Linked DNA regions of Mus musculus: region 1 is linked to region 2. A link is a contact called in public HiCAR-type data. All regions are on one chromosome and are shown on one strand. Each heading gives the region's core, a stretch centred on a gene start, on an enhancer-like site or on the middle of the called end of the contact. The rest is flanking DNA. Distances are from core to core; before and after follow the strand shown. Region 1 has its middle 29 kb from the start of Gm22782. Region 2 has its middle 100 kb from the start of Gm25599.

Evidence for each region. HiCAR-type assays count read pairs that join an accessible place to other places.
Region 1: a contact with region 2 is called in a HiCAR-type map of embryonic stem cells, with 4 times the contacts expected there. The contact joins two enhancer-like sites. A contact is called at or near these places in 1 of 484 Hi-C or Micro-C datasets (embryonic stem cells), 6 of 115 datasets of contacts at active chromatin or transcription factors (all in embryonic stem cells) and 1 of 9 other capture datasets (embryonic stem cells).

What each region holds. Positions count from the first base shown.
Region 1 is chr12:65,592,393-65,597,249 of GRCm38.p6, reverse strand. No RefSeq gene overlaps it. Among named protein-coding and RNA genes, the nearest start is that of Gm22782, 29 kb to the right of the region's middle. Within about 2 kb of position 2,854, at least 5 of the 459 cell types and tissues checked have an H3K27ac peak or open chromatin away from gene starts, as enhancers often do. A contact at or near this core is called in embryonic stem cells, where this site is marked.
Region 2 is chr12:65,426,776-65,431,356 of GRCm38.p6, reverse strand. No RefSeq gene overlaps it. Among named protein-coding and RNA genes, the nearest start is that of Gm25599, 100 kb to the left of the region's middle. Within about 2 kb of position 2,921, at least 34 of the 459 cell types and tissues checked have an H3K27ac peak or open chromatin away from gene starts, as enhancers often do. A contact at or near this core is called in embryonic stem cells, where this site is marked.

The DNA of each region.
Region 1 (4,857 bases), core at 1,605-4,104, 170 kb before region 2:
TCAGACCTCAAAAAATGAGCATTTCATAAGTTAAATATGTACAATGAATTGCCAAGATTTTCTTAAATTTATCAGAAAAAAGTATATTAATTATGTAAATATAGACTAAAAGCTTTACTTCATTTTATTTATACAGTTCTGGCTACAGTAAACAACCTGTCAACCAGAAAACACTTTCCATTTATACTGTACAGACCAATACTGTGTTTCTCAATCATCCTGTAAATTAAAAAGCTATTATAAAATATATGCTATAAACAGTCATTTTTTTCTCTGAATGTTATATTTTTATGTATATTATTTTTGAAAGAAAAATTGTAAGATAACTTACGGCTATAATTTGTTTCTGAAATATAAAATGTTAAACAAGGAAAAAGTTCAGAGATGGAAAAGATGACTCTGTCACTAGGAGTGTGAACTGCTCTTGCTGAAGACAAAGTTCAGCTCCCAGAATCCAAGTCAGGCAGCTAACCACCATCTCTAGTTCCAAGAGATCCAAACCCCCTATGGGCACAGACACACATGGACAGACACACACACACACACACACACACACACACACACACACACACACCTTACAGGCACACAAGTACATAAACAAATAATAAAAACAAATCTTATTAAGTAGGAAAATTTCACATCAAATACTACCCAACTTGAAATTCCTTCTCTTGCTCTAGATGTTTATACTGGATCAAAATAAATATAGTTATAGTTAATAAAATTAATTTGTACTTATGAGACAAGATATAAAATTCCTCAAGACCATGAATATCATGAGTTCACAAACCTAAATGACTTCCCAATGCATTGTGGGTCCTGTCCATACTTCCTTCTGGTTGTGGCTATGCAGGTAGAAAGCATCAAGCCTTTGGTACCTTGGGAAACTCCTCATCACACCTTTCATTCAACCTAGATGACAGCTTTAAACTCTAGCCAGTAGATTCACGCTCTCCTCATCCTTTTGTTTACAAACTTTTCAGAAAATGTATATAAATTTTTCTTAAGAAAAAAAAAAAAAACGGAAAAAAAGCTCTTGGAGGAGTCACATTGTCAATATATGTTCCTAAGCTAAAACTGTGTATCTTGAATCTTTCCATGCCTGGAATCTACTAGATTCCTCTCTTTTCTTATGAAAGAAGGCTAACATCACTCTATAAACTCCAACATCTTAAATAAAAGTCTTTCAATTACAAAGCAACAAATGATCTTCCTAAAACTATCATTCCCAAGACACAGAAAGGCAAATAATGAAAAAGAACAATAAACAGAAACCAAAGCAACAACAACAAAAAATGCCCAGAAGCCTTAGCCTTATTGTAAGAATTCGACTCACTTTATAACCTCCTAACTCACTTTGCAATTAGAAACTTAGTGGCCCATCTCTAAACAATAGCAATATCTATCAGGATGTTGTGCACTTAGCTGTAACTTTGCTGTGTAATTATTGAGCGCTGTCTCCAACTTACTGTTCCTTTGAATATTAAGTGCTCCATTGTGTACTTCAAAGGTAATAGATTTTTGAGAACTATCCTTGAAAAATATATGAATATATTTATTGAATGTTGCTTGTAATAGAATTATATGTTAGGAAATTTGTTAGAAGTAATTGAAGAAACCCTAAGACTTTCCAGGTTAAATCTCTTCTAAAATACTGTTTTCACTCTACATCCTACTAACTCACTTGGCAATTGGAAACTTAGTAGCCCATCTCTAAACACCAACAATGTTTATAAGAATGTTGTGCTTTAACTGTAACTTTACTGTGTAATTGAGAGCGGTCTTCAATTTACTATTCCTTTAAACAGAAATGATTCTGTCTTCTTCATTCAGATGTCAGATACATTATAAGCACCCAAGTATTTGTGACATGGATGAATGAAGAATTTGTTATAATTAATAAAGACACTTTAATAATGTGACTTGTATTGTAAATACCAAGACCAAATTCAATATATACTTACTAAAACTCTATTCATTGGAAAGAGAGGCCCCTTGGTCTTGCAAACTTTATTTGCCCCAGTACAGGGGAACACCAGGGCCAAGAAGTGGTAGTGGGGGGGGGAGTGAAGGGGGGGGTATGGGGGATTTTTGGGATAGCATTGGAAATGTAAATAGAGAAAATACCAAATAGATAAATAAATAAATAAATAAATAAATAAATAAATAAATAAATGTACTTTATTGATCTCAATGATTTTATTGATAAACTATTATTTACTATTCCTTAAGATGATTTGAAATGGGTAGTTTTATCATTTGAATTTGTAAACAGTTTTTTTTTCCAAACCTTTTAACCTCATCTGTCATTTATGTTTGAGCAAGACTGGCTAATTTACAATACAAAGCATAAAAGGCAGTCACACTGACTCCATTAATAAAATATGCAATTCTGATAAGAGCTTCTTATTTCTACTGTCTTCTGATTGCAAGGCAGATGAAATACTCTTAAAATACTCTAGGGCTGCCAAAGATATTTAGGAGAAAACTTCTCATTGTCTTATACTTCACCAACTGCTAGGATGAATCCCAGAATGTGCCCTTACTCTGAAGAATACACAAAAATCAGCTAGGAAACAAGACACAGAAGCCAAAACTCTTGTTTAAAATGTAAGCTAATGGTTACAAAGCTAAGATTTAATATTTGGTCTTTGTATTGGCTAGTCTTGGTGGTCAACATGACATAACTAGGAAGAGGAAGCCTCAGTTGAAAAATTGCCTCCATCAGACTGGCCTATGAGAATGCCTATGAGGGTGTGTTCTGGATAACTAACTAAGGTAAGAGGGCCCACATTACTGTATGCAATACGATTTCTAGGAAGGTGAGCCTGGGGTAGAAACAGAATGTCAGCCTAGGGGCAAACCATTAAGCTTCAAGTTCATGCCCTACTTGAGTTCCTGTTCTGACTTCTCTCAAGGATGGACTATAACTGCTAAGTGTAAACAAGCTTTTTCCTAACCAGATTCTTTTGTTTATGGTATTCATTGCTATTCACACTCCAGTGAAGTCTGCTTGACAGGCCAAGAGGCTTGGAAGCACTCACAAGTCAGGGAAATTCAAGGAAACTTAATCTCCTGGAACCAGGCATTCTCATAAACAGTATACTCATATCCTATTTCCGCATTAGTCTGGTGTATGGATCCACGTGCTCTCTTTTAGGATTATTTTATTATAAGTGCCTTTAAAGATTGAATTCTGACATAGCTAAGCCTTCGCCAGTGTTCCAACGTCACAGAAAATCCTTGAAGCCGACAAACTTGGAATTCAGTAGGAATTCAGTAAGAAGGTTATCTATTCATTCAAATTTAGTTCTAAAAGAGATGGTGAAACTAATTAGGCATGACAAAGAACAGAGCGGGACTATCTCTGGGCTGGTCTGCAGAGTGTTTTCTTGGGACAATAGCCAGTCTTTCCCAGACAGGGGAATTCACAATGGCCTAGTGAATAGGTGGGTTTACCATGAAAGAGTTAGGGAATCCCCCTGAGACAGGTTTCTTCACTAGGCCCAAAGAAACAGCATCATCAGGCATTTACTAGAACCCCTGGTGGTGGGCTTAACAATAGACTAGCATTACTCCACTCCTTTCTTAGTGGCAGTGGCCTGATCCCCACCTTCTTTTGGTGTATACATTCCTTTTGTATTGTGTCACTGTAACTCACAGATGTATCCCACCTGGTTTCTTGTTGCTCTTCTGTATAAAAAGTATGATGCTCGACTTGAAAAATTACATTCAGATTCTACACAATCTCTTGTGTCACTTCTATTTGTCATTCATCAGCCGACTCCTTGTCCACCTGCAACTAGAGACCCATTCTACGCAGACAGGTGCTAAAAAGGGTCTTCGGCAATTCATCACAGGAGTGGAAACTGATATGAGAAGTTGGGTGTTTCTGTGATCAATCTAATCATGCTGTTAGCGAGGATAAAGGGGAAGATTGTGCAAGTGTTTAAAATCTGCACAGGAAAACATTCTAAACACTATTCTAAAAACTATTCTAAAAACTTGAGAAATAATGCTGGGAGCAAGACAACAAAGGATGTCAGGATCATAAACTTTCAGACAGAAGTAAAGACTCTGCTAGGGCTTTTCATGTGATAATTTGGATAAGGAATCTGGAGAAATGAAATCTGTGCTTCTCTGGTTGGGAAATGGATGCTACGCAAGGAGGGTTGAAGAACAATCTGTGATTAATAAGAGTTCATTTATCTGATGTGAAATCATAAGGGGAAATCACACAAAAGATGTGATCTGGGGGCTAGGAATGAGACTGTATTTCAAATAGGAAGCCAAAATTGGTAATGTGTAAGAATAGCCAATGTGGTATTGATTTGGGAGGCATGAAACTGAGGTACTGAAAAAGACATGAAGAAGAGCTCAGTCTTAGTAACGGACAGCAGGATCAGAGACTCTGAAGACGGGCTAAACATGCAGACTCAGATGTAGCCAAAACTGCAGAATACTGGAATCTCAGAACTGTGATACATTCATCGAGGGCAGCAACAGGTGTTGAAGTGGAGCAGCATTTAGCCCATGAGATAAGCTATGCATACTACAAATGGCAAGTTGGAAAAGTGGAATTGCCTCAATCTTTTGCAGGCAGATTATGAGTAAATTCCAGATGCTGGACACTGAACTATTTACACTGCTAGATTTGGGATTTGGGATTTTGATTTGACTATAATTATGGCCTAGCTCATCTTTTTTAAAATAAAAATCAGTTTTGTTTTGTTTTTTATTTTACAGAAAACAAAAGGCTTTGAGTAAAATAAGAGGCTTAGAACTTTTAAAGAAAACTTGGACTTGCAAAGTATTGGAGGGTTTGGTTTGGTTTGTTTTTTGTTTGTTTGATGGGTT
Region 2 (4,581 bases), core at 1,672-4,171:
AGCTATAACTCTGGGTTATTGATAGGGATGTAGACATGATAACATATAGGGTAGATATCTACCCAGCTTTAGTGCTTTAAAGGCTTATTATAAATATAAAAGTTGTGTGTTTTTATCTGGGAACTGAATGGTCAAAGGTGGGGTAGAAAACCCCAACTGAGACTAAATAGTTATTACAACAGGATATTCTGTCTTATTTCCCATGAAGAAAGGAGGTAATCTTGACCAAATGCTTCATGTCAGGGTGACCACCTCATATATCCATCTGGAAGAAACTACGACAATATGATTCTTCTTCTGGACCACATCATCCCCCTCTTGGTTGTAATAGCTCAGAATCTTCTCCCTCTGCTGCCATCACCTAAAGGAGATGTGATAGCTTACTCCAGAAGACTAAGACTCAGAAACCATCATGATGGTATGCTTAGTTTCATTGAGAGTAAGACTTAAAAATGCTATATTTTCATGGAGACCACCAGAATGACAAGTGCCTGTGAATCACAGAGCTTTGGATATGATTATTACTATTCAGGAAATTATAGCTCATACAGTAATCTATTAGGATCAAAGATTTTACTGCATGTATTCTTAGCAAAGAAAATTGCCAGATAGACAAATGTGTAAGAGTGAAGTTAGAAACATTTCAAATAATCCAAAGATTGTATTGTTACCATTATAGGAAGACCATTATAGGAAGAAAGGACAAGAAAACAGATTAGTATGGAAAAGTATTCTGGGAAGGTTTTCCTTTTTATTCTTTTAATTGTGTCTGTCTGTCTGTCTAAGTGTGTGTGTCTGTGTGTGTGTCACATAAATGTATGGTCATGTATATGGTAGCTACAGGTTGACATCAGTTGCCTTAAACTAATTTCCTCCTTTCTATTGTTGTATCTCTCTATGTATATGTATATAGTATCTCAGTATCCTTAGCTGTCTTAGAACTCCTTATGTAGACCAGGCGGGCCTCAAACTGTGCTATCTGCCTGCCTTTGCCTCCTAAGTACCATTGAGCCATATCCACAGCCCTTCTTTACTGTAATTTTAAGTCAAGCTCTCTGTATGTTTCTCAAGCATGTCTTGAATTTGTGATCTTCCAGCCTTAGCCTAGAGGCCCCATATTACATCAGCGTACCACCACTTGCTACAAAATGACCTTGTGGTTAGAGTGCTGAAATAGAAAAGGACAATCTAAGGTCTGGCACTTGCAAATCTAGCTCTGCTTCTGTTTGAAAAGGACACTTCCTTTAGTCATAGAGGTTCTGCCTATAGGTGTAGTGAAACCTTAACTGCTCATCTCTTACACTGTTTTAATTCTTACAGAGTGCATGGGGAAGGGTGCATTCCAAAAAATAAAATAAAATAGAGTTAAAGCAGCAGAAAAGTCTATCAATTTTAATTCTTGTTCATTATTTATAGATTTACATTTTTCCCATGTTACTGCTGTGAACACTTTGCTTTGTGGTCACTGTAAGCATTTGGGAGGGAGGGACAGAGAGAAGAGCGATGATAATCCATGCGTCCTTGGCATCTCTTCAGAGCAGTGCACAGAACATGATGCTTTCTTGTGTAGAATGTTTTCTAATTTTAAAAATTAATTTAAGGAACCCTGAAAAAAAAGATTCCTTATGTCATTGCTCTAGCCTTATTTTAAAATAGCGTCAAAATGTCAAAAGTGGTGAAAACTTTCCAAAAGATTCATTGTAATTTGGTTTTAATGACTATTGGGAAGATAAAAGACTTATCCTTCATTAAACTTTAAAAAGCAAAAACTGTCAGCATAATTAGATAACCATAATAAGAGTACTTTAGGTGGAGTTTCTGCGTATTGACTTTGACATGACCTTGGTAAAAGGGAATTGTAGTCTACACATGCAGCACAAGGAAACTGGAAAGTTGGAGTTAAAATCATTATAACCTATGTTATTCTTACTTTTAAGAAAATGTAATTTTTTAAAAGGTAGAAAAAGTTAAAATTTTGTGTGTGTGTGTGTGTGTGTGTGTGTGTGTGTGTGTGTGTACGTATATGAGTATGCATGTGCTATAATGCAAATATGGACGGCAGAAGACAATACTGCAGAATCGGGAAATCAGACTCAGGTCAACAGGCTTACACGGCAAGCAACTTTACCCACTGAACCATCTCACTGGCCCAAAGTGAGAAATATTTTTTTTAAACCATAGTGATATAAATAGGAGAGCAAGGTAAGGTGACCATGCTTTAAAATGCTTGCAACCTGAAGGATGAGTCAACTCTGATTTTCAAAGCTGCAAAGAGTCGACTTCTGTGGACTGATGGAAAAAAAAAATGCTGAAGTGGATTTATTGAAGGTCATTTTCACAGTGAACTTTCTGGGCACGAGAAGCCTCGGGGAAAATGGAGCAAAGACATATTGGAGGAAAGATGGTAGAACAGATAGACGCTGCGATGCTCCAGCAGATTACTCCGAGCAGATCAATAAGCTTCTTGAGAATCGGCTAAAGCAGTTTCATGAGTCAGGCCAGCAGAGCAAGATGGCAACGGCCGAGGTGGGGGTGGGGAAGGTTGCGGGGGCGGGGAACGCTGCAAGGGTTACGCTACTGAAGCTGTAGAATCTGGAAAGGGGGAGAACCAACACTTACAGAATCGAACTGCACCACGACTTAGCCGTACAGTTGTTAACTCTCTCACATATGCACCAAAAATTGTTCCTGTTGTAAAGCGCTCTTTCTAAGAGTTCACTCAGCCGCCTTTGATGCAAAAACAGTGAGTTTTTCAGCCTGCTTCACTGTCAATCTTGATGTGTGTAATTAACCACAGGCCTGCAGAGTTGAAAAGACTTCCTGACTGATTTCTGATCCTGTGACCTCTGAAGTGCTTGTGGACAGGAGCAAAGGGGTGACTTCCTGGTTCCATTCATACGTTAGGATGAAGCACAATTGTCCTTTATGTTCAGTCTTCATTGGGGTGAAAGTCGTGCTCTGCAAAGGGAGTTGAAGGGCTCCGGTGTTCACCGCTCTAATTACTTTCAAATGGTCTGAATCCCACCCAAGTATTGGACTTGGCAACATTCGACCAGTTAGATGCAGGGGAACAACGCCCTTTGGACGTAAGGGGTGGAGTTATGAAAGCCGTCTTTGATTCTCATGCAGATACTGATGGACCAGAAGCTAAAGCTCAGAGCATAAAGATGAGCTCCGCTTCAGCCAAAGCCAGGACAAGAGGGCATTCGACTTTTTCTCATTTTCAGCCATTTGCAAGTCTAGAAAGAGATTTGGTACCATTTTTTTGTCAGCTTTTCTTTCTGCTGTTCTGAACAAATTAGGATTATTATCCACAACTGAATTATAAAAGGGGGTGGGGGGGAGCATGTATGAAAATGAGGTTTACTGGGCAAAGACCAGGCATAAACAATTTCAATTTTTACACAATTTTTAAGACATATACCCAAACTCTCAAGTGTAATGTATTGTGTTTCTTTGTTAACAGTTCTCCAGTGACATGCCAGGTTCAAATCCAGTGACAAATTTCCTTAAGAGCAATGTCTAACGATGTCATCCAATGTTTCTTTCTTTGCTTCCTCCTGTTCACATTTTTTTTTCTTCAGTTTCCATAGCACATTATCAACGTTATTAGGAGTCTAGATCGACACTGTAAGACACATAAAATATTCCTTTCTGTCAAACACTAAAACTTTTGTTTTCACAGAAGGCCCCGCTGCATTCTCAGAACTCAGATGACTGAAGACTTATGTAGTTGGGCCCTTTCCACGTTCCTTGATTTCCTTTGCACTAATTCTTTTAAAACAAGCCAGTCTCACAAGACAGTGATGTCAGACCCCAGTCAAAAGGGCCTAACACAGTTATCATTTGCTTTAGAATAAAAACTAAGCTTATGACCCGTCTGCATGTGCTGGCTAGCGGGGTTTAGGTCTTGATGCACCGTTTTGGAAAAAGAAGTTGCCTTGCTGAGCTGCTCTCACATTGCTTGTGTGCCTCTTTGTGCAGTACCAGGGTTCTTCATTCCTCTGGAAAAGCAGCCAACCCTCTTAACTACTAACACATCTCTCCAGCCCCTGACTTCACCTCTTGAAAAATCATTAATACTTTAAAAACAGAGTGAGGTGGGAGCCCCCACCCTTTTTTTTAAATGGTCCCAATGCTACTAAAAATATTCACACTTACAAAATACTTGATAACAGTATTTCTCTGGGTTGTACGAGAAATGAGTCCGCGCAGCACTGGCAGACGGGGATGCGTGATTAGTCAGGTCCGGCTTCTTTCTCCTCCACCTCATCAGAGGCTGACTCTGGCTTTCTGGCTTTCTCTTTTCTGCAGCTAGACCTGGCATTCTTAGTCAGCCACTTCAGCGTGTTTCTCACTGTTCCTCTCTTCATTTTCATTCACAGTGTTTTGATTCGTGATTTGTCCTTTCCCAAGCCTTTTATTTTTGAGTTCGCCGACAGAAGCAGGATTGGCTGACTGCCTAGCGGAGCTTCGCTTGGGCTCCTTGTTCGCTGCCCCTTCAGAACTGATCTTACTCCTGGGCGTTGTGGTTTTGCCAGGGCACATTTGATATCAAGGCTTTCTGACAGAGCCTGGCCT